6 separate regions of the Mus musculus genome follow, and regions 1, 2, 4, 5 and 6 are each linked to region 3. The links are chromatin contacts, called in public Hi-C, Micro-C and promoter capture Hi-C maps. All regions are on one chromosome and are shown on one strand. Each heading gives the region's core, a stretch centred on a gene start, on an enhancer-like site or on the middle of the called end of the contact. The rest is flanking DNA. Distances are from core to core; before and after follow the strand shown. Region 1 holds the start of Wdr45b (WD repeat domain 45B). Region 2 holds the start of Fn3krp (fructosamine 3 kinase related protein). Region 3 holds the start of Fasn (fatty acid synthase). Region 4 has its middle 42 kb from the start of Mir6935. Region 5 holds the start of Baiap2 (brain-specific angiogenesis inhibitor 1-associated protein 2). Region 6 holds the start of Cep131 (centrosomal protein 131).

The links. Promoter capture Hi-C pulls out the DNA fragments that hold promoters and counts their contacts. A called contact is a pair of places that touch in the nucleus more often than the background predicts.
Region 1: a Hi-C map of CD8 T cells shows a contact between it and region 3, with 4 times the contacts expected there. The contact joins the promoter of Wdr45b here to the promoter of Fasn in region 3. A contact is called at or near these places in 3 of 39 promoter capture datasets (the C10 cell line, pre-B cells and stem cell-derived epiblast-like cells), 1 of 484 Hi-C or Micro-C datasets (CD8 T cells), 2 of 115 datasets of contacts at active chromatin or transcription factors (embryonic stem cells and memory CD8 T cells) and 1 of 9 other capture datasets (adipose tissue).
Region 2: a contact with region 3 is called in a promoter capture Hi-C map of pre-B cells, with 3 times the contacts expected there. The contact joins the promoter of Fn3krp here to the promoter of Fasn in region 3. A contact is called at or near these places in 2 of 39 promoter capture datasets (pre-B cells and stem cell-derived epiblast-like cells), 1 of 484 Hi-C or Micro-C datasets (embryonic stem cells) and 1 of 115 datasets of contacts at active chromatin or transcription factors (pancreatic cancer cells).
Region 4: a contact with region 3 is called in a Hi-C map of CD8 T cells, with 4 times the contacts expected there. The contact joins the enhancer-like site here to the promoter of Fasn in region 3. A contact is called at or near these places in 2 of 39 promoter capture datasets (the C10 cell line and pre-B cells), 1 of 484 Hi-C or Micro-C datasets (CD8 T cells) and 1 of 115 datasets of contacts at active chromatin or transcription factors (memory CD8 T cells).
Region 5: a Micro-C map of embryonic stem cells shows a contact between it and region 3, with 2.9 times the contacts expected there. The contact joins the promoter of Baiap2 here to the promoter of Fasn in region 3. A contact is called at or near these places in 1 of 39 promoter capture datasets (pre-B cells), 1 of 484 Hi-C or Micro-C datasets (embryonic stem cells) and 2 of 115 datasets of contacts at active chromatin or transcription factors (large pre-B cells and pancreatic cancer cells).
Region 6: a contact with region 3 is called in a promoter capture Hi-C map of pre-B cells, with 4 times the contacts expected there. The contact joins the promoter of Cep131 here to the promoter of Fasn in region 3. A contact is called at or near these places in 1 of 39 promoter capture datasets (pre-B cells) and 2 of 115 datasets of contacts at active chromatin or transcription factors (memory CD8 T cells and pancreatic cancer cells).

What each region holds. Positions count from the first base shown.
Region 1 is chr11:121,352,226-121,355,887 of GRCm38.p6, forward strand. It overlaps Wdr45b (WD repeat domain 45B), which reads right to left and starts at 2,222. Exons shown (of 10, transcript NM_025793.3): 1 at 2,002-2,222. The coding sequence starts at 2,068.
Region 2 is chr11:121,419,997-121,423,520 of GRCm38.p6, forward strand. It overlaps Fn3krp (fructosamine 3 kinase related protein), which reads left to right and starts at 1,377. Exons shown (of 6, transcript NM_181420.3): 1 at 1,377-1,607. The coding sequence starts at 1,467.
Region 3 is chr11:120,822,848-120,826,406 of GRCm38.p6, forward strand. It overlaps Fasn (fatty acid synthase), which reads right to left and starts at 1,700. Exons shown (of 43, transcript NM_007988.3): 1 at 1,183-1,700; 2 at 1-5.
Region 4 is chr11:120,303,586-120,306,869 of GRCm38.p6, forward strand. No RefSeq gene overlaps it. Among named protein-coding and RNA genes, the nearest start is that of Mir6935, 42 kb to the right of the region's middle. Within about 2 kb of position 1,671, at least 315 of the 459 cell types and tissues checked have an H3K27ac peak or open chromatin away from gene starts, as enhancers often do. A contact at or near this core is called in CD8 T cells, where this site is marked.
Region 5 is chr11:119,941,842-119,945,128 of GRCm38.p6, forward strand. Baiap2 (brain-specific angiogenesis inhibitor 1-associated protein 2) reads left to right here and starts at 1,251. Exons shown (of 14, transcript NM_130862.4): 1 at 1,251-1,407. The coding sequence starts at 1,354. It overlaps Gm11767 (a long non-coding RNA gene), which reads right to left and starts at 1,253. Exons shown (of 5, transcript XR_001780400.2): 1 at 741-1,253.
Region 6 is chr11:120,084,738-120,088,284 of GRCm38.p6, forward strand. Cep131 (centrosomal protein 131) reads right to left here and starts at 2,090. Exons shown (of 26, transcript NM_009734.3): 1 at 1,915-2,090.

The DNA of each region.
Region 1 (3,662 bases), core at 972-3,471, 530 kb after region 3:
CTGAAACTCTAAGTTCACAATGAACTCCTGTATAAGTTGACTTGGGTCATGGTGTCTCATCACACAGAAAAGTAACTTAGACAATTTGCTAGCTCAAGAGCTATTTTCTTTTTCTCTGTCTGTCTGTCTGTCTGTCTCTCTTTCTTTTTGGAAACAGGATTTCTCTATGTAGCTCTGGCTGTCTTGGAACTTATTCTGTAGACATGGCTAGCTTCAAACTCAAAAGAGATCTGCTTGCTTCTGCCTCCCCACATGCTAGGACTAAAGGTATGTGCCACCACACCTGGATAAAAGCTAATCTCTCTCTCTCTCCTCTCTCTCCCTCTGGTTTTACAAGACAGAGTTTCTCTGTGTAGCCCTAACTGTCCTGGAACTCATATGATGTCCATGAGCCTCTCAGCCCCCACGTGCTGATGCTACATGCGCTTGCTCCTTCACAGTTCCACAATGGGACCAACCCTAACACTGCAACCAGGCCTGGAATCCCGTACTGCTCAAGGCCACCACACTGGAGTCTAACTGCTCTCTTCCCAGAACTGTCTGTGCTTCCACAGGACAATAATACTTTTGCCTATCTCTGTCCGATCTAAAGGAAGGCTTTCCACACTTGTAATGGGCTATGCACATTCTCTCCCTCTTACCTTGGTTTACCTTGGAAATGTTATAGCTTATAGCTATCCTACAGGTTCTGATTATAGTGAACGCATCCCTCAAACTTCTTCAAATGCCTAGCACATGGACTCTAAGAGAATATATGCAAATGGGATGCACAATAGCACTACCTACTTAAAGCACTACCTAACTATAGTCTGTAATAGTAAGATCCCCACCTCAAAAATAAAAACAGCCAGGTGGTGAACATTTTTAAGGAGGTTTAGGGAGTTCCAGGACAGCCAGAGATACACAGTGCCAATTGTCTCAAAAATAAAAATAAACATAAAAATCAAAAAAACTCATCTTCTTAGCCAGGGGCAATAGAGTGAGCATGCAATCCCACTTGCTCCAGGGACTGTGAAGGGAAGATTCCTGGAGCACAGCTTAAGATAAGCTTGAACAGGAGAGCAAGATCCAGTCCCAACAATAACAAAAATCAAGTTAAGTTCACTTTCCAAGACAGTAAGTCATACATTTGCTACAGCACCTCGAAATTTTACATACGGAAAGCTAAGATGTTATAACTCTTAGAAGCCCAGAGTATCAGCCTTTACCCTTTTCCCTTGAGGAGATTTAGAAAAGGGAAGTTAGCTGACATAGTGGCACACTCCTTTAATCTCAGCACCCCGGGAGGCAGAGACAGGGTCAACAGAGTGAGTTCCAGGACAGTGAGGGTTACGCAGAAAAAGCGTCTCGGGGATATAATCCCCACTAAGAGGGGTTCCCGCCCATTATCTTGGAAGCAAGAATACCTTCTCCAAGACCCCAAACTCAAGAGGCAAGAGGCAGTCACGGGAACGCAAATCATGTAAGTCCTTTCATCCTACAGAACAGAAGAAAATACCAGAGGGGAGGGAGAGGCGTACAGCTAAGACATCAAGGCGAAGAACCTACACTCCACGAAGGTGCCAGCCGCAAGAACCACGACAAACTGCCGCCCCGCGACGGGCAGGTCCCGCTACGCCACCCGCTGGCAACGTAAGCGCTGGAGACCCTGACGCCCAGCAGTAAGCCTGCGGGTTCTTAGGTACCCGGTAAAAAAGTGGCACTGCCCGCCGACCCGGGCGGCGGCAGCGCGCGGAGGGGTGGGGTGGGGTGGGTGTTTCTCCCCGCTATGGGTGCCCGGGCTGGAAAGGACCGCGGGGGGGGGGGGTCCTCCCTACAGAGCGGTTCGGAGATTTCCTGAAAGAGCCGCCAGAGTCTGAGCTCTCAGGGCGCGACCGAGTCTCCGGTTAGGGTCCGGGGGACGCTCGCGACAGCTCCGGGGCCCTGCGGTCGCGGTAGCGTTGGGTCGGGGTCTCCCGGAAGGGCTGGGGTGTTACCACGGAGCTGGGCCCGGGGTCTCACCGTGGTCCTGGTTGAAGCCGGCGTACAGCAGCCCGTTGCCGTGAGGGTTACACGGCAGGAGGTTCATGGCGCCGTCGTAGGGACTGTGGCTCCTCAGCACCGCATACCGCTCGCAACCAGGCGATCTCTCCGGTCGCGCGGCGCTAGGGCCGCCGCGGCCGGAAGCCAGGGTCCTGGGGACTTGCGTCGTGCGTGTGTCGTCAGTGCTGCGTCATCAGTGCGCGCGGATCTGTGGGCGCGCGTGCGCGCAACCAGCAAGCGCCGAGGGACAGACGCGTCCACTGCAGGGAAGTAGGTGGCGGGAAGTAGGTGGCGAGGGCTCGCCGGGCGCGTCCATAAGGGGCGGGGCAGGACGCAGCCGAGGGGAAGCTGCGGAGAGAGCTGGGTGCCCCGCACTCACACAAGCAGGGCAGGACTGATGGGACCAAGGACAGGGCAGAGAAGAGACTGCGCCAACGCTCCTGCCCACAACACAGTCTCCTGAAACCCTCACCGCGTTCCCACGATACACATCGTGTTCGACCAGAAGCAGCCTTCGTGTAATGGTACCTGCATTTTCCCCGAGAGACAAACACAGACAGACTATCCCCTATTTCTTCCCGAGCTTTCCCAACCATCTGACACGTCCTCTCACAGACACAAATTTCCAAAGAGACATAATAGGACATAACCTCACAGAAAAGATCCCCAGACCTCGCGACTGTTGTTTGGGGTGCTCTGTTTACAGGGGTCTGGGATGGCTCTGGAAGCTGGTGCTTTCTCCTCTCTACTACAATTCATTCTCTGGTTCCCTCTCTCCTCACTGGCTTCTCCCCTTACCTGTTTACCATCCTTTCCCCCAAATGAAGACTTGTAGCGTCTTAGGATTCAAGAAGCTTAAGCAGAAGGACCCTAGTCCCACACAGCCCACCATTCATCCCATCAGCACTGAAGAGGGGAGGGGAAACCACTTCAGGGACTGTCCTTTCATCTCTCTAGTTATGAACCTAAGAAAGGGCAGCTGAGGCATGAATGTTCAAGCCCTAAACGGTCTCACCATCTGTGAGAACATTTGCACAACAATAAGGTGGCTGTGAAGGTCCTGGCAGGATGTCTTGATAGTTGGCCACTGTCAAGGAGGCCTTGTTCCTTCGGGTTTCACTGGCTTACACACTCACCTGCCTCTCTGGATATCTATTCACCTCATCTCCACAGGGCTGGATGACCCCAGCTTCAGGCCTTCAGTGGCTCAGATGGCTACACTCCTGCTTCTCTAAGGACATTGTTATTATGTATCTGGAGACTCAAAAAATGTTAAGACATTGTAAATCACTAATAAAAACTTAGGGTATCCAAGCTTTATCTTATTTCAGTTTTCCTGTTGTTTAATCTCTCATAGGGTCTAGCTTCCTAAGCAGCAGGACCAGAAGAGAGACCTATACTTGAGCCTTTATAACGCCAGAATGTTGTGGTGGCTTTGTTTTGGTTTTTGGTTTTTGTTTTTTTGTTGGCAAGGAGTGACAAGGGCTTCATCTCTAGGGAAATGTCTGGCCACAGCTCTAACAAACCTCTGACACTTACCAGGAGCCACATGAGAGCGTGTTTCTTTCAGTACTTCCACTTTATCTTGTTGAGACAAGGTCTCATTCTCTAACCCTGGAACTCACGATGTAGCTCCAAGT
Region 2 (3,524 bases), core at 127-2,626, 600 kb after region 3:
AGGGTTTCTCTGTGTAGCCCTGGTGTCCTGGAACTCACTCTGTAGACCAGGCTGGCTTTGAACTCAGAAATCCACCTGCCTCTGTCTCCCAAGTGCTGGGATTAAAGGCAAGTGTCACCACTGCCCGGTAGTGGCAGTTCTGTTTAATAAGACTAGGTGACTGGCGTTGGTTCAAACTTCAAGTCTGACCCAGTGTAGTTTATTTAGGCATATTTTAGTCGCAGCACAATTTAGTGAAAAATTTCCTGGTGATCAACTCAATCTTGTGTGCAAAATAAAACTTAAGGTGTGAGTATGTTGAAACTCTTTGTGACGTACATGTGACATTGTGAAAGCCAAAGTTATGTTTTAAGTTTTAATTACTATGCCTAAGCGATCCATGAAAAAAAAAAATGCATCTGACCTGTAAGCTCCTTGCCCAAGGACAGATACTTCTTGAAATGCTAAAGGCTATTATTTATGGAAAATAACAAGTCACGAGTTTTCACTTCTTTAAACAAGTTTATTTGGCCCATCTATACCAGATCTGCTTGCTCACACGTGGAAGGGAGGTATATGAGTAGGAAATACGTCAGAATGTATGCTTGCCACTGATTGGACCTGACTGGAAATGCGCTGAATTGTGTTTTTTGCTTTTTTAAGCCCCTGCAAAATCTGACTGGGGCCATTTCCCTGGGAACCTGGGCAAGGATCTGACCAAAGTACATCCACGTGGGCAGTACTTAAAGTATTAAAGCTTACATGAAATTTAATTTAATTTATGTGGTCTTATTCTTGACCAGTGGGATCAACATCTTAAAGATCGGTTCTGTAGATTGACAAACTCATGAGAAGGGTTTGGGAGAGGATCCCGTGTGGTCCAGCACACAGATTAGTACAAAGGTCCTGGGCAACTACATCTGCTCACAGGCTATGCATCCTTTCCTTCGAAGGAACAACTCTGCGTTACATTCCTGGTTCTACTAGTGCTTAACTTGTAGGCACAAGGACCTCCATACCTCCCACAGGAGGGCAGGCCTCCTGGCCAGGGAAATGGTCTCGCGGCCAGCACATCCCTGAGAAAGGATGCGTCATCCTCTGCAAAACCCTAAGGGCTCAGCTTCACCTCGCTGGCGGTTTCAGACAGAACCCGGAGCGGAGGGAGCAACCTCCGTCCTTCTACACAGCTGTCTGGGAATTGTTTTAAACAGGTTTGAATTGAGAGAGTTCAGCACACCAGAGCGGGGAGGCTGGGCGCTCCACCCACTTACCACCCGGCTCCTGCGCTCCAGCAGCCAGAGAAAACTTGGCAGCGGTCTCTCTGCCTCTCAACCAATCCTAACCAGTCAGGCCACGCCCCTCCCAAAGGTTTCCCCGCCCCTTCCTTCTTGTCACCCAATCCCGTCACTGGTCTGTGTCTACCCCGCCCCGCCCCTGTACCCGCTTCTGCTCCAGGCCTGAACTGGGTCGGCTGGGGAACTGCTCTCATGGAGACCCTGCTTAAGCGGGAGCTGGGCTGCAGCTCGGTCAAAGCTACGGGTCACTCGGGAGGCGGGTGCATTAGCCAGGGCCAGAGTTATGACACGGACAAAGGACGAGTGTTTGTGAAAGTGAACTCCAAGGCAGAGGTAGGGCCACCGGCGCTGGGTGAGGGTCGGGCTCGTTGACCCGAGGCTAAAATGGGGCGGTGGTTTGGGTCCGGGGTGTGTGAGATCCTGAGCTGACCCGGGTTGGGTAGCGCTAGAGACTCAGTCTTCAGCGACAGTCTCTGCCCGCTGTCCACAGCCCGGCGATTTCCCTTTGGCCTCCGGCTTCCCTGCCCTTGCCCGCTGTGCCCGCTAAGGCAACGGTGGCTATGCAGGTGCAGCGCGTGGTATTCAGAGATTGCTATGCCCGCTTCTTTGAGAAAGCCTTCACGTCTGGCTGGTTAGTTTTGAGAAACGCCAGAGTACTCGTGTTTATCTGGAGCTTATTTCAAAACTCAGATCAAAGATCTTAAAGGATCAAAATAACACACTCATCCCACCACGTTCTGTTTGAGAGTGAACTTTTTCTGAAGCGCCCAATGGAAGATAGGGTGAGAGCCCCAAGGCTTCAGTTGTGTTCCTGGTTGCTGCTGTCCCTTTGTCATTTTAAGCTGTTCACTCCAGGTTTTGTTTGGAAGGGACGTGGATGGCTTCTGTAGAACTTGGCAAAGTTTTTTTAAAGACGAAACTGAAGGTGTTTATCTTCTTGTTAAGCCCTACACACCCTCCACGTTAGAGTTGGTTTCTGTCACTAAGGCTGACTTCCAAACTCAACCCTTTTGTTTCTGTCTCTTGGAGTGCTGGGATTGCAGGTTCTAGCCACGAGCCTAGCTTTTTGCATTTGTGGTCATTTTTCTTTCAAGAAAGGAACCTGCCTCTCCCATGTGTGTTAACCTTTGGAATACCCTTATTTTCTCAGGACTTGCCTCAACCCCTGTCTTCAGCCATCAGTTTGCCCTCAGCCACAGTCTTCGTGGTCTCCTGCATGTTCTACAGCTGGGCCTCTCTGTTCTGGTTTTGCTTGTTTTTATATAGTAGCCTTTCTCTACAGCCCTCAGTATTTCCACTTTGATTTGTTTTTTCTTTGTGATGACAGGTTGAACCCAGAGCCATGCACATCCTAAGCAAGTATGATACATACCACTGAGCTGCATCTTCAAACTAGTGGTGTGTGTGTGTGTGTTTTCTGTTGTTTGGAGTTGAGTTCAGGCTCTTTTCTCTCTTTTTCTTTTTCTTGTCTTTTTTCTTTTTGGTTATTGTTTAATTTCTTGAAACAGGATCTCACTACGTAGCCCAGAATGGCCTTGAACTGACAGAGATGTGCCTACTTCCTTCGAGTTTACATTCTCTCTCGCAGGAAGTGGGGTTTGCTTGTTTTGAGGCAGTTTCCATCTGTATGTAGCCCAGGCTAGTCTGGAACTTACTATGGAATCCTCAGCCTCTCAAGTGGTAGGATTCCATATGTTAGCCAGCATGAACTGCCGAGTTCTTTTTTAAAAGATTTATTTATTTATTCAGTTTTAAAGACAATACGTATGTGTGTATATGTGGTGTAGGATGTGTGTGTGGTGCCCGTGGAGACCAGAGACATCAGAGCCTCCTGAAGTGGGAATCACAGGTGGTTATGACCTACCTGATGTGGGGGGTAGGAATTGAACTCGGAACCTCTGCAAGAGCAGTATGCACTTTTAACCACTAAACCATATCCAGCCCCACTGCTGGGTTATCTCCCATTCAAAGTCTATTTTCAATTTTTCAGTCTTCCTTTTCCATTTGGCCTTTTTTCTTGCTTGCGCTGGGATACATAGCATGAATTGTGCTGGAATACTGTCCATAAGATGAACATCTGCCAATTGTAATTATAACTTTGTGTTAGAAACATGACTCTTCCTTGCTCTACTTTCTCTGAGGTAAGAGAGACTCTAAGACTACCCGACTTCTCTTTTATGTGCTTTCTTATGCCTCGCTAGAATCTACCTGGTTGACTTTTCTTATTAGACTTTTTAAACTTATGTAATT
Region 3 (3,559 bases), core at 450-2,949:
CTTCTCTGTGGGGGAAGATAGCATGGTGGGTCTCTCACAGTCATTCCCAGCTACAGCCACCTAAATCCACAGGTAGCACACCTCAAGACTTTCTGAGAGCAAGGGCTCAGAAAGCCCCCAGTGGAAACTAGCAGAACTCAGCTGTAAACAACGGATGAGCTGAGTGCTTAGGTCTCCTTGCACTGATAGCTACTTCTGAGATTGTCAGCCCTTCCAGGGTAGACACTTGACCTGGCCTGACCCTACCATGTTTTGCCAGAGCTACCTGGGACCATAGGATCTCCAGTTGCCTACTGGATGCTCCATCCCAGGCTAGTCAAATCAGGAACTTGCAAACAGAAGTGGGGCTTCAAGAAACAGGGTCTGGGGCACTCTCACCTTAAGCCACGGGGAAGCCAGCGCGCTTCCCTTTCACGAAGAGGGTGGAGACTGACTGCCGTTCAGTGCCAGCCAGGACGCCAGGCTTGGTTAGGACCCAGAGGGAACAGGCCCGACAACTAGTGAGTGCCCAGGCCTAGCAGGGCTGAGGCAAACCGATCCCCTGCCAATGGACCCTTTCAGCAAGGTCCGACCTGGAATACTACTCTCAGCTTGGTGCGGTTAGGGGAAAGGTGAAGCCTCTCGCCATCTGGTCGAACACTTTGTAACCTGGCCGAGGCAGCAGAAGGATCTGCTAGATCCTCCTGTCCCTAAGGCACTTGCCCAGGGCAGTTCAGGCCTTGCAACCGTAGTCCAACGAGAAGGCTTCCGTGCCACCCAGCCGGTGAGGCCTGGATGGTCTGATGACTTCCGCTGAGGCCCCTGGGGCCTCGTGCGCACCCAGACCCGCATCTGCCTTCTCCAAGCTGAAGCCCGGGTACCACCGCGGCCTCCTGCGCCCTGCCAAAGCCGCCCAGTGCGAGTGAAGGCCCCGGCCCCATCCACGAGGCGCCCAGACTCCTGCACCCGGTTGGCGCGGCGCCCACGTGACAGCGGCCCGCCGCGCTGGCTCTCCGCACACCCCTCCCGCGCCCCTCTCGGCCTGATCGCGGAGCTCAGCCCGGTGGCTGGCTGTCGGAGGGGCGCGGCGGCGCTTTTGTGAGCGCAGGGGTGCCGAGGATGGGCGCCCGCCTATCCTTCCACTGGAGCCGTGGCATCCCGACACCGGCCTGCCGCCCCGGAACCCCGAACGCAGCGGCGTACCTGTCTGGGCTCTGGAGGCAGACGACAAGCGAGGAGCGCGGCAGGCGAACTGGACGGGACGCCGCTGCCGTCTCTCTGGCTCCCTCTAGGCCGCGCCGGCGCTATTTAAACCGCGGCCATCCCCGCGCGGCCACGCCACATGGGCTGACAGCTTGGCTGCGCCGCCCAGGCCAATGAGCGTCGGGGCTGCGCCCCGGGACCCGGCGCGCCGCCGCCGGTGGGGTGATGCCCGCGCGCGCCGCCCCCAGCCGGGACCCTGCACGGGCGCGCGCTGGAGCACAAGGAACGCGCAGCCCCCGCCTGCTTCCGTCCCCGCCCCCGGCCTCGCGCGGGCCACGCGGGGCTCATCCCGACGCCCTCATCTCTGTCCTCCCACCCCCACCCCCTCGCGGCCGGTGCCAGGTGTGCACTGTGCGCGCGCAGTGTGGGTCGGGCGTGCTTGGTCACACTGGAAACTCTGCACTGAGGAGGACACCAGGGCCACGCGGGGGGACAGGTCCGTGTCGCTGCGATTCCACGCCGCGATCGTAGCGCGCGCGGAACCGAGGGGCGTGGCCTGCTCCACATCGAAACCAATTGGACACCGAGGCCGTTCTCGGTGGCCCAATGGCGGCGCGCGGGTGGGCGTTGCTAGGCAATAGGGTGATGGGCCGGCAACAGCGGCAAAGCACTTCGCGGGCCCCCGCGCAAGCGCGGTCGTTGACCCTGGCGGAGGGCGCCTCAGGCGGGGTTACTACCGGTCATCGTGGCCCAGCTTTCTCGGACTCCCACCCTCTGTGGCCACCTTGGAGACCAGGATGCGGGCAGGGACGGGAGCAGTAGGCAGGATAGGGAACACTGACGGGCGCGTGTGGCGGCCTCCGGAGTCCGCTCAGTGTCCAGGCGCGGCCATCTGGCGAGCGGGATACCACCCCTCCCCCGCCTGGTGGGAACAAAGGAGCTGCTGCGCGCCTCCCTGAGTTTCCGGGACCCTCTCCCTCCCTCCCTTTAAATTCCTCTTTTCAAAGGGTTATCGAATTTGGGGGCGGGGGATGACAAAACTCACCGTCCAAAAAGACACAGACTTCTCAGGGTTGGGTCCCTTGAGTGCCTAGAGAGGTTGTTCCCTTCCCTCCTGTCCTTCCACTACAGGCCCAGGCCACTAAGACTGACCTCCTTATGGGGTAATGGCCCGGGAGTGGGGGGGAGGGGGAAGGGGGCTAGTGTCAGTGGTCCTTGACTGCAAGTCTATAGCAAAAGCCAGAGCCTCAGAGCCTTGCTTGTCAACCCTGGCTTCTAGCTTCTCCAACTTGGCTATCCACCCAGGCTTTCTGTGGAAGGAGGCTAAGCAGGGACCCTGAAGGGCAGCCTATAGGACTGGCAGGTGTATTCTGCCCATAAGCTGGCTTGCCCCCAAGCTCTCCCATTTTGCCCCTATGCCTTTGTGGGTGTCTTTGGGTTTCAGGGCCAGCCTAGGAAAGTTTTACAAAAGGCCTGTACACATACTAGCCAGAGCAGTCCCACCCCAGCTCCTGGTGCCTTGAGATAGGTCATGTTTGCCTTCTCACTGGCCAGGCTGCTGGCCAACCCTAAGTGGTCAGCAGAGCTCTGCCCTCTGCAGCTGTCAGGGTCTCAGCTGGAGGAGATGTAACCCAGGGATGCAGAGTCTGGGCCGTGCACAGAGCAGGATGCTGAGGGCAGAGCAAACTTCTCTGATCATCTTTTCACCAAAGGAAGTTGCATGGCTACATCTCAGAAACACGTGACAAACAAAGTGGATTGCCAGATGTGGATATGAGAGAGCCACGTCAGGATGGCCTGCCATGGCCCCTGCCAGTCGTGAAAACAGCACAGTGTACCTAGGTGGGCTCTTGTAAAAGCATCCTATGGCTCTCTCTTTGCATATGCACCTTGAGAGCTACCTACTACAGACCCACAGCAGGAGTGATCTGCAGATGTCTGCTACCTAGGCCTGAGTTATTCAACTGGCATCCAAGACCACATTACTGAGTGTGGGCTTCCCTGTAATGTTGTGATGGCCCACCATGTGAGCCAGCCAGCCTGGAATCACTGTCAGGATTTTACACACAGAGATGCAAAAATGAAGCTGCAAGAGTCACATGATTAGTCAAGGACACACAACAACCTGGACCTGGGAGCTGCCTGGACCCTGCAGCCCTGTGTGTCTGATACCCAGCAAGGCTAAGGCCATGGGCCTCTTTAAGTCATGCTATGGACAGGAAGTGGTCAGGCAGGTCTCATGAGGTTTTCAGTAGGCAGATGGGTCTGGTTCCGAGACTGGGCCTCTGGGTGGCCAGGCCCATGCTCCCGGGAGGACCTCTCATACAGTGTTCCTTGGGGACATACTTTGCAGGTGGCCACTCTATTCTGCCCACCA
Region 4 (3,284 bases), core at 421-2,920, 520 kb before region 3:
AGACTCGGCCCACACACCCACGGCCCGCGTCTCCTTGACTGTGACCAGAGCCTGTACTGACAGTGTATATGCGTGCACTGAGCCTGCAATTGTCAATTGCAAGACACTGGACTGCACACAGCACATCCTCCTTGCAGCCTCCCAGATAATCCTATCATTACCACCTTATGACGGAGGAGGGGTGTTGCCAGTGTCCCCCGCCTTCCTCTTGTCAGAGGCCCGCTGCACACGACCACACCCGCCATGGGCCACATTCTCCGGACACCTGGTATCACCTCCCTGCTCTGCGCCTTTCTCTGTGCCTTGCCCCCCACCCAAGTCCTAGCGGCCTTTAAACGCCGCATCAAGCTCCACACCTCTCCTTGGCTCCCATTTTTTTGTGAGGAGCCTTTCTAGACCTCTTGTGGTTCCCGCACATCTTCATCTGGACCACAAACTTTTCCATGCCTGGTCTGTGCCCGTTTTTTCCCCAGGGCGGGGCCCCAGGACACCAGTAAGCAGGACCCAAGTCCCTGAGACAGAGTTTAGGTCCCTACTATTGCCCTGAGACCACTCTGTGCCTTGCAGGCTGTCTTCTGTGGGAACAAAGGTTCTGCCCAGTCCCATCCAATCCATCCCAAGGCTGCACAGGTGGACGGCCTCAGGGCCTCACCTATGTTACATATGCCTACTGCTCACAAACGAAACCCAATGTTTCCTAAGACTCTATTCACACTTGAGTACAAGCGCAGGACACACTCCTGTTGCTGGGCCTCAGCACCCTGACACACCACCACAGCTATCCCCACCATTACCCCATCTCCCTACCCATAGCAGAAAATGGCTGCAGGCAGTGTTGGCCTGGGTTCCTTTGCTCCAGCTTGGGCCTCCATTCGGCCAGTGGGAAGCGCTGGCAAGCTGGTGCTGCACCACCCAGCACCTCCCTGTCAGGTCACTGAGTCCCCTTTCCAAGGTCACAGCTCCTAAACGGGCCTCTTTCTCCACTGCAACTGCCCTCCCTGTCTAGGGTGGAGGCAGCTCCCCTTGGTTGCCGGCTTGGGTACTAGACATCTCCTCCTTTAAGTCATGTATTTTCCATTTATTCAACTCTCCTCAAATGTCCCGTCTGAGGGTGCCATAAAAATGTAAGACCGTGTCAATTGCCCGTATCAAAAAACATTCTAGTATGTTCCACATGGAGTAGTTTGGAGGGGAGACTAATGGAAACGGCCTGGGGAGGACTAGCCCCCAAGCTTGCACAGAGGCCACCTCTCTTTGTGTCCCCAGGGCATGAGAGGAGGTGTCAAAACCGGACTCCATCCAAGAATGAACTGATGCCTCTGCCACTAAACAGCAGGACCGTGTCTTCCTTTCCTCCACCCCACCAGCTTCAGCCTCCGAGCCAAACCCAGGTGGCGCTCTTCTGCATCCCCCAACACCTCCCATGAGAGCGGGGGTCAACCCCGTGTTTGCCCTACCACCTCCCATCCGGGAGGCTCTGCACTCCCAAGGCGCCGAAGGAGCCTGACGACGCCCCCATGGGGACCGGAGGCTACGAGGTCCACTGGCGACCGCAGGGGATCCCCCAGGGCTGCACGGGTCGCCGTCAGGTCCCCGAGGCGCGCCAAGCGAGGCCCAGCTCCGTGCCCCGCCCTTCTCTAGCGAGGAACATCACCCCACGTGGGGTTGCGGGGGGGGGGGCTCTCAGCCTTGGAGTGTGATTGGTCGCTGTGCAGCCAATTAGAGAGCCTCTGCTGCTCAGGCCAAGCCGATTGGCTAAGAGAGGGCGGGTGGGACGGGAGTGGGGCGCCCTTTTGTTCTTTGCGCCCGCGCCGCGCGCCCGCTCCGGCCCCGCCACCTGCGCGCCCACTCCGGCCCTGCGCGCCTCCCGGAACCCCCCGCTTGTTCGCACACGCGAACTAGGAGCAGCCGCCTGCAACGCAGCCCTCTTAGGGTCTGACCTTGGACGAGCTCTTTCATTCTCCGTTCCCGGGTTTCTTACCCTCGTTTTCTCCTTGTCTCCTAGGAATTGTGGCGAAGAACAGAACCAACCTGGCAGCAAGCTTGGAATGTTTCTAAAAACCTAACATTCAGTGATAGAAGAGGGGCTCTGGATCTTTCTTAAGAGTGAGGCCACGTGGGAAACTGCTTAGCGAGAGAGAATCTTTACCAACCTGATCCTGTTTGCAGAATGAGCTCCGTTCCTATCCAAGACTCACACGGGCTCCGTGGGAATGGGACAGAACTTCTGCCCTGACTGCCCATCTGTGCTAACTCTTCCTAAACCTTCAGTCAGTCAGTGGTAGTAGTGGACTCTGTCTGGAGTGGAAAATGGTGCCTCAGAAGCCCAGAGCCAGCAAAACTCCAGAGAGAGAGCTTTCTAGGCTGAACTGGGGGAGTCAGGGAGTCAGGCAGGTCTGACCTCTGGTCCCAACACCCTCCATCTAGAAACTGCTTCAGCCCTTTACACAGCAAAGCTGTGGCTGCGGAGAGGCCACAGTGCTGCGGGTTGTGGACACAGGCACCCAGTGTCCACACAGCCTGTGGGGTGCGGGGTCAGTCAGGGAACCCTCAGTATCCCCATAACATGAGTGGACTTAGTGAAGCTCTTGCTCAAGCCTAGGTTGGTGAAGGAGAGAGAGTATGGGGTGTGGAAGTGCATTTCCAACGTCCCCTCCTAGAACCGGGCGTCTACAAGACCCTATCAGAATTTAGAGTGCCTTCCTAGCAAGTGATACAGTGAACTGCACCTCCCAACAGCCTGACACTAGTGGGTTCTGGAAGGTCTCTCAGCCCCAGGCCTCTAGCAGGTGTCTGTCCTAAGGACGGGGTATTTGAGGCTACATCTGTGGGCTCTTCTTCCCCTGGGTGGCTGGGAATGGTGAATGTCTGGCGGGGCAGGTGGGGAGGACAATCCCCACCCCATGAAGTTTTAAGCACATTCCTCTCCTGCTGTTTTGAGCCCAGAGAACCTCTCTGCTGGTCAGAGAGTGAACGTTGCTGGACTGTTTGGTGTGGGAATGGTGCTGCTCCTGTGCCCTCAGGCACCTGGGCATCTTAGCTTCCGGCATTTGGAGCTCTACAGTTCCCAGGTCGCTCCAGCCACCCCCCCCCCCCGCAAGAAACAGGAAGTCTTCATCGGGAGCTGAGACTTCCCAGGTGTACCGGGGTGGTGGGAAGCCCATTGTAGAAGTATCAGGAATCCTGAGTGTGGGTCGCCCACTAGGAGCAGACCTTGCCTGGGAGCCTGACTAAGCTGCTACCATATTCCTCCTGTCCAGGCTGCTCTCAGACAGCCTCAAATG
Region 5 (3,287 bases), core at 1-2,500, 880 kb before region 3:
CAGATACACAGAGATGTACACAGAGATGTACATAGACGACAAGGAAACAGAGGACAGTGGGCTGAATTCCTTCTCCTTACACATGTAGCAAAGTGAATAGGGGCCGTCTGAGTCCCCTGCTGAGGCTTGACAGCCGCGCCTTGGATTTGTGTCCTCTGGGTTGTTGGAGTGGTGTAACCAGCTGTCCAGGAAATGGATGCTGGAGTGTTATGTTTAATTAAAAGGAAACATTCAGCTCTGGTGTTTTACAATGTAAAGCAAATAATTCCTCTCTGTTCGTCTAATTGATGTAAATATTTCTTCAAAGGGAACCGCGTTGGAACCCCGTGTGCCAACCTGGTCAGTTTTCTCAGCCAAGCCTTACCCTTCCTTAAACCATCAGCTACTGGGCAATTCCAAGCTGTGCTGAGAGGCTCCTCCCCCGGAGCTATCCACCCAACTCCCGCCCCCGCCCCAATTCCCTTCCGAACCACCCCATGGAACTCGCTCCACGTCTCCCTCGCTCCTCTCTTGGGTCCTCTTCCCGGAATTCTAGACCCAACTGTCGGCCGCCACCCTCCGTTCAGCACCAGTCCACCACAAGCACCCGCCCCAGGGCCCACCCTGTCCCGATCCTGCCTCCAGGGCTCAGGGTTCTCCCGCTAGAGTTCAGCACCTTCCTCCGTCTCCACCTACTCCGGCTCCGGGTTTCCTCCCTTCCGGAAGACCGTCCAGGGTCGACGCACGCCTCGCCGACTCACCTGCAATAGCGCGGGAGCCACCGGCCCCTGTCGCGCACTCCTGAGGGACCCTTGAGGGCCTGCAGCTCGGATCGCTGCCTCCCGAGTGCCGCCTCCACGCGCGCTCGCGCCGGTGCCACCCGCACCGCCCACACCCCGCGCTAGCTCTTCCTGCGCCACCCCGCCCCCGCTTTCCGCCCCCAGCCCGGCTGTCGCTCCGACCCCCTCAGGCAGCTCCAGGGCCTCAGCGCGCCGCGCCTCCGCCTCCCAGCGGCCGACCAATTGCCGCTCGGAGCCGGCCTCCGAGTCCCTCCTCTAGCTCCGCCCTTCGCCCCCGCCTCCGAAATCTACCAATAGAAAAGACGGCGCAGGAGCGGGCCTGGCGGTTGCCTAGCAGCGGCTAGGCTGGGCGGGGGCGGACAGCCGGGGGCGGTGATCCGGGCGCGGCGGGGGCGGGGCCCGGAGGCGGGGTTTTTGTGGGGTGGGGCCTTCAGCGGCTATAAAAGCAGCGGCCGCCGGGCGCCGCGCTCTGTGGTCCTGGTCTGCGCGCCTTTTCCTGTTGCTGCAGTTGTCGCTTTCCTCACCGCCACCCGTGCCCCTGCTCTGGTCTGTGGTGTAGCCGGGACCCAGGACCATGTCGCTTTCACGCTCGGAGGAGATGCACCGGCTCACGGAAAATGTCTACAAGGTGAGTTTCCAGCGCGGCTCCGAGTCGCCCCTAGGTCTTCAGGCCCGAGCAGGGCACCGGCTCCCGGACTGCGGGTGTGGTGGACCGATCTTCCGTTGGTCACAGGTGGCCGCGCCCGCCCAGGGTCCTTACGCCCGCCGCGGCCCGCGCCGTCCCCGAGCACGAGTGGACGCCCCCACCCCGACGGCGCCGCTCAGCCCCCGCGCGCTCCCTCAGTACGCCTGTCTGTCCTGGCGTCCGGAGGGACCGAGATGTTCAGGGCCTGGGCTGCTCTGCGATCTGGCCTGGTCCGCTGCATCCCAGAGTGAGGGGAACAAGGAGCGGGGGCGGCGTGGAGGTTGCAGGCTGCTGCGGGCGGTCGCCCTGCGCTTGCTTGGCGCGGTGGCACCGTGGGGCTCTTCTAGGTGCTGTTATGCCAGCCTCTGGGCACTTTCTCTTCAACAGGCTTTCCCTTTCCACAACTCCTTTACGAGTGTTAATGGACGTGGCCCAAAGTGGGAGGTCGAGCTCGGACAGGTTGGATGGGTGGACAGATAATCCATCATCTTATGTAACCGCAGAGGGAGAAGACTAATTGTGTAGGAGGCTGACGCGCCTGCTTTTGCTTCTGATATGTGTTAAGAGTCTCGCATTCACATACTAATCTGTGAAATGACAGTTTCTCATGGAAGAACTGCAGAGCCTTGTGCAAGCCCCCTGGTGTCATGTTATGTCCATGCTTTGGGTACAGATGGACGGGCCATTTCCTATTTCTTCACCATGGGTTCTCACAGCCCTGGCCCCTTACCCTCAACAGCACAGCCTGGGGCTCCCTGATGGCATCAGGTCCGCTGCAGTTCTCAGTGACATTTTTTTTTTCAAGAGAGAAATTCCTGCCCTGCCCTGTGCATGGCAGTCCTCTTTACAAAGCTGTGCTTTATTTCAAAACTGTCTTAAGGGTGAGTGAAAGGCTTTCCACCAGCCACTAGGTTTTCACATGGAGTTGCTGGTTCATGGCTAAATGGGATTGTGCTCTGCTCGAGAGCAACAGTTTCTGATTGTATGAACCAACCATGGTTGTGCCTTTCTAGGCAATGGCCTGTGAAACCCTCATAGCTGTGCTTGCTCTGTTGCCTACAGCAGATGGAAGCCTCCAGGGTGGCTGCTTAGGTTTCAGCTGGAGTCCCGGGGGCAGATTATACTTTAATTCATCATTTAATAAAGGCTTTAGAGTTGTAGTTACATGGGTCTGGAGGAACCTTGAAGGTGGGTGTAGGGGCTGAAGGAGCTCTAAAACCATGTTCAAGCTGCCGGCAAACAAGATTGAGAACAGCCTTTTGTTCTTTATGTTTAGTATCTGTAGACTCCATGGTATATGTTCCCCTCTTGTTGGTCTGCGGAAGCACATGCTGTCGGGAGAGGGAGGTTTATTAAATTATTAGTCATTAGTTCCATTACAGTTTGCTTTGTACTGCAGGGGAATGGGAAAAGAAATACTGGTCACAGTCTGGTTTTCTTGCTTCTTTACTGAAATCGTTAAAGAGGAACTTCCATGGTGAGAATCACGCAGGGTATGAGGAGTAGCTTTGCTTTGGAGAGTCCCATGGTTCTCCTTAGTAAAACTCATGCCCGGGCAGTCAGCCTGCACGTAACGGCTTCAGGCTTCACTCACATGCTGCTGTAATTCATCTGGATGTCCAGTCAGAGCTGTTGCAGTGGCAGAGAATCTGGATCCAGAAGATCTGGATCATGGCACTGATTGAGGGCTAGCAGGCTGGGAGCTTAGAATGGAATTACTGTGGGTTTGGTGGGGCAGTGGTTGGTGAACCTTCCATGTGAACATGAGGTGATGAGATCTTTTGAGTTTTTGAGGTGTTGGACACAGGTCGGGTGTAGATGTC
Region 6 (3,547 bases), core at 840-3,339, 740 kb before region 3:
TCTACAGAGGGAGTTCTAGGACAGCCAGGGCTACATAGAGAAACCCTGTCTCAAGAAACAAAGAGCCGGGCGGTGGTGGCGCACGCCTTTAATCCCAGCACTTGGGAGGCAGAGGCAGGCAGATTTCTGAGTTCAAGGCCAGCCTGGTCTACCAAGTGAGTTCCAGGACAGCCAGGGCCATACAGAGAAACCCTGTCTCAAGAAAAAAACCAAAAAAAAAAAAAAAAAAAGGAAGAGGAGTTGGTAGAGGAAGGGAAGTGGGAGAACGAGGTGGGGGAGACAAGATACCATGGAGGAATCTCACCCCTTGCACTCACAATCTCCACTCACTCTGGACGTGTGGGTCTACCTGCCACCAAAACTCTCAGAAGCCACCACTGGGGATGGAGGAGCTCTGCCAGGAGCACGAGAAGACAAGATTGTTCTAAACCCTACGCTGGGCTCTAAATGGTGAGCTGTGAGTAGCTGGGGGTCAGCGATCCCAGAGGGTGCTAGCAGCAGGCAGTGGTGGCTGTGAGCCTGGCTCTGCCATTCACCCCAGCCCTAGGACATTCTCTACATTAAAAAAAAAGTGCATCTTCCTGGGCTATCCTGAGGTACATGTGGCTTTGAGGTTGGATCCTGGAGATCCTGCAACAGCTTCAAGCTACCCTAGTAGGATGTGGACTCCCAAGTCCCTGCGTCACCACAGAGCATCCATGAACTCCGGGGACCTGGCAGCTGTTCTCTTGTTTCAGAGGCACCCTGATACCTCCCTTGCAGGGTGCTCTCTCTTGCAGTCTCCCACTGGCTCTTCTCATCCCTGAAAGCCCAAGACGCCCTGAACTCTGCCCCAGACTCTCTCCTTTATACACCCTCTCCATCCCTGAGCTTTGCACAAGTACAGCAGGCTATCCGGCCAGGGCCCGTGCTCACATCACCCAATACTTCCACACTGCTCTCAGCTCAGGTTATACCCACAGGGGAAATGGCTTCTCAGGATGGCAGAGTAAATCTGAGTACCTGAGAAGTCCAGCTCTGACCCTGTTTTCTATAAGCACTTCATTGTGCATTAACTAAGCCTGCCTCCCTCCCTGCTGTTCCTCAAATCTTGGCAGTGCATCCTAGCACACCACTGCATCTGCAATCCCCCTGCCTCCACAGCACCATCAGCTTTTCTTCTACCAACTGTTTTGCTTTCTCTAGGACTCCCTTGAGAGGACAGGGACCACACAGTCTTAGGTCCTGATGTGTGGAGGGCACTGAGGTCCTGAGACCTGGGAGATGGGACATGGGACAACTGCTAAGTGATTACAATCCCCTTTCAGAGTCAGGGAGCCAGGAGCATACACTCACCATGGTCCAAAGTCAAGCTGCCTTGGTACTGACATCCAGATGTGTGTAGTAGGGGGCAGTGTCCCTACTCTGAGGCTGCTTTGCCATCAGTCCGGCCAGTGTCCCCGTTACACATTTCTGGTTGTGTAGGTGAAACCTAATACCTTGCCCTTCTTGGCACTGGCTACACCTTGGTGGATCCTAAGCTCCTAAGTCTGGTGGACATAGCTTTCCCAGCACCACGTGCAGCCAGTGAGGTTCTGGGCGGTAAACATAGCCTCTCCATGGAAATCTATAAGCCAGATGGCCGGAGGCTGGGGAGGCCAGCCTCACCCTGGACAAAACCGCGCCTCCCGCAGGAGCCGGAGGGGCAGGAGCCTGCTCCCTCGGGGGCCAGCTGACTCGCAGAGGCAGAGCCCTTGAGCAGCGCACTGCTGTGCTCCTCCGCGGGCGACCCGCATCCCCTAGGTCTCTTGAGGTTTAAGGCAGGGGTTCCGGGCCGCCCGAATGGAGCCCACGGCGACCTTCCGGGGCTGGGGGTACTGGGCACAGGCCGACCTCGCTGCAGGGCCCGACCCTTCACCGCGAGACGCCCCTCACCTGCGCGGACCTAGCCTGGGGCGCAGGGCCCGTGGGCTCGGCCTGGCGGGCGCGGCTGCAGAGCCACCCGGGGCCCCACGGGGCTGGCGCGGCCTCCGCCGTGGGTGACAATAAAACGCTGTCCGCAGGGGCGAGCGGCGGCGGCGGCGGCTAGCAACCAGCCTGGTGCCTCCTCCGCTGTCCGTCACGCCGGCCCGCCTTTGCAGCGCGCGCCGCTCAGGGATTGGCTCTCCGGACGCCCGCCCTGATCTTCGGGTAGTTCATTGGGCCGTTAGGCTGTCCTGTAAGTCCCGGAGTGGGAGGAGCTGCCGAAAGCCAAAGTGGAGTGGGGCAGGCAGAGGGGCGGGGCTTTAAGGAGGCGGAGCCTGCGGGTCCCGGCACCCTCTGAGGCCCCCGCGCAGCCCTGGGCCTCTCCGGTGCCTTGGCAGGACCGCGCAATGATGCCTCCTATCCCCAATCTTTCCTAACTGCTTTCAAAGACACTGTCGGAGTCTCCAAGTGTATAGATGTGGTCTTTCCTGTCTGCCAAAGGGCTCGGGACCCACAAGCTCAGATGGCCTCTCCAACAGAAGTTACATTAAATAACAATGTTATAAACTCAAATGCTTTAAAAATTATCCGCATATTAATCTTATGAACAAGCGCGTGTGCGTGCGTGTGAGTGCGTGTGTGCGTGCGTGCGTGTGTGTGTGTGTGTGTGTGTGTGTGTGTGTGTGTGTGTGTGTGGTAAGTTAGGATGGTGGTCCAGGGCCTTGCATGTGCTAAATAAGGACTCTGCCATTGAACCTCAGCCACTTTTGCACTAAGAAAGCATCTCATATACCACGTAGCCCAGGCTGTCCTCGAACACACTATATAGCTGAGAATGACGTGGAATTCCTGATCCTTTGCTTTTTTCCCCTCCTAAATCTGGAATTACGGGCAAAGTGCCGCCACACCTGGCTTTCATCTTTTCTTTCTAAGATTTATTATGTGTAAGTTTCTGCATCATGTTGAGGGTGCTGGATCTCCTGAAACTGGAGTTATGGATGGTTGTAGGATGCCATGTGGGTGCTGGGAACTAAAACCCGGTCCTATACAAGTGCTTTTTTTTGTTTGTTTGTTTTTTTGGTTTTTTTTTTTTTTTTGAGACAGGGTTTTCTATGTAGCCTTGGTTGTCCTGGAACTCCCTCTGTAGACCAGGTTGGTCTTGAACTCACAGATCCACCTGCCTCTGCCTCCCAAGTGCTGGGATTAAAGGTGTGTACCACCACCACTCAGCATAGTAGGTGCTTTTAAACACTGATGGTGGCTTCCTTTTTTGTTTGTTTGTTTTGTGTTTTGTTTTGTTTTGTTTTTTCGAGACAGGGTTTCTCTGTGCAGCTTTGGCTGTCCTGGAACTCACTCTGTATACCAGGCTGGCCTTGAACTCAAGAGATCCACCTGCCTCTGCCTCCCAAGTGCTGGGATTAAAGGCATGCGCTCACGGTGGCTTCTTTTTTAAAATTAAGAGAAAGATTTGGTTTATACATATCAAAATTCACATCCTTTGGTGTCGGGTAAACACCCATTCAGACTTAGTCACCCTTCCGCCACACCCTACAGAGCCATTCCTTGTTTAATCCCAGCTGCTTCAGGCACCAGCTGGCTGGGA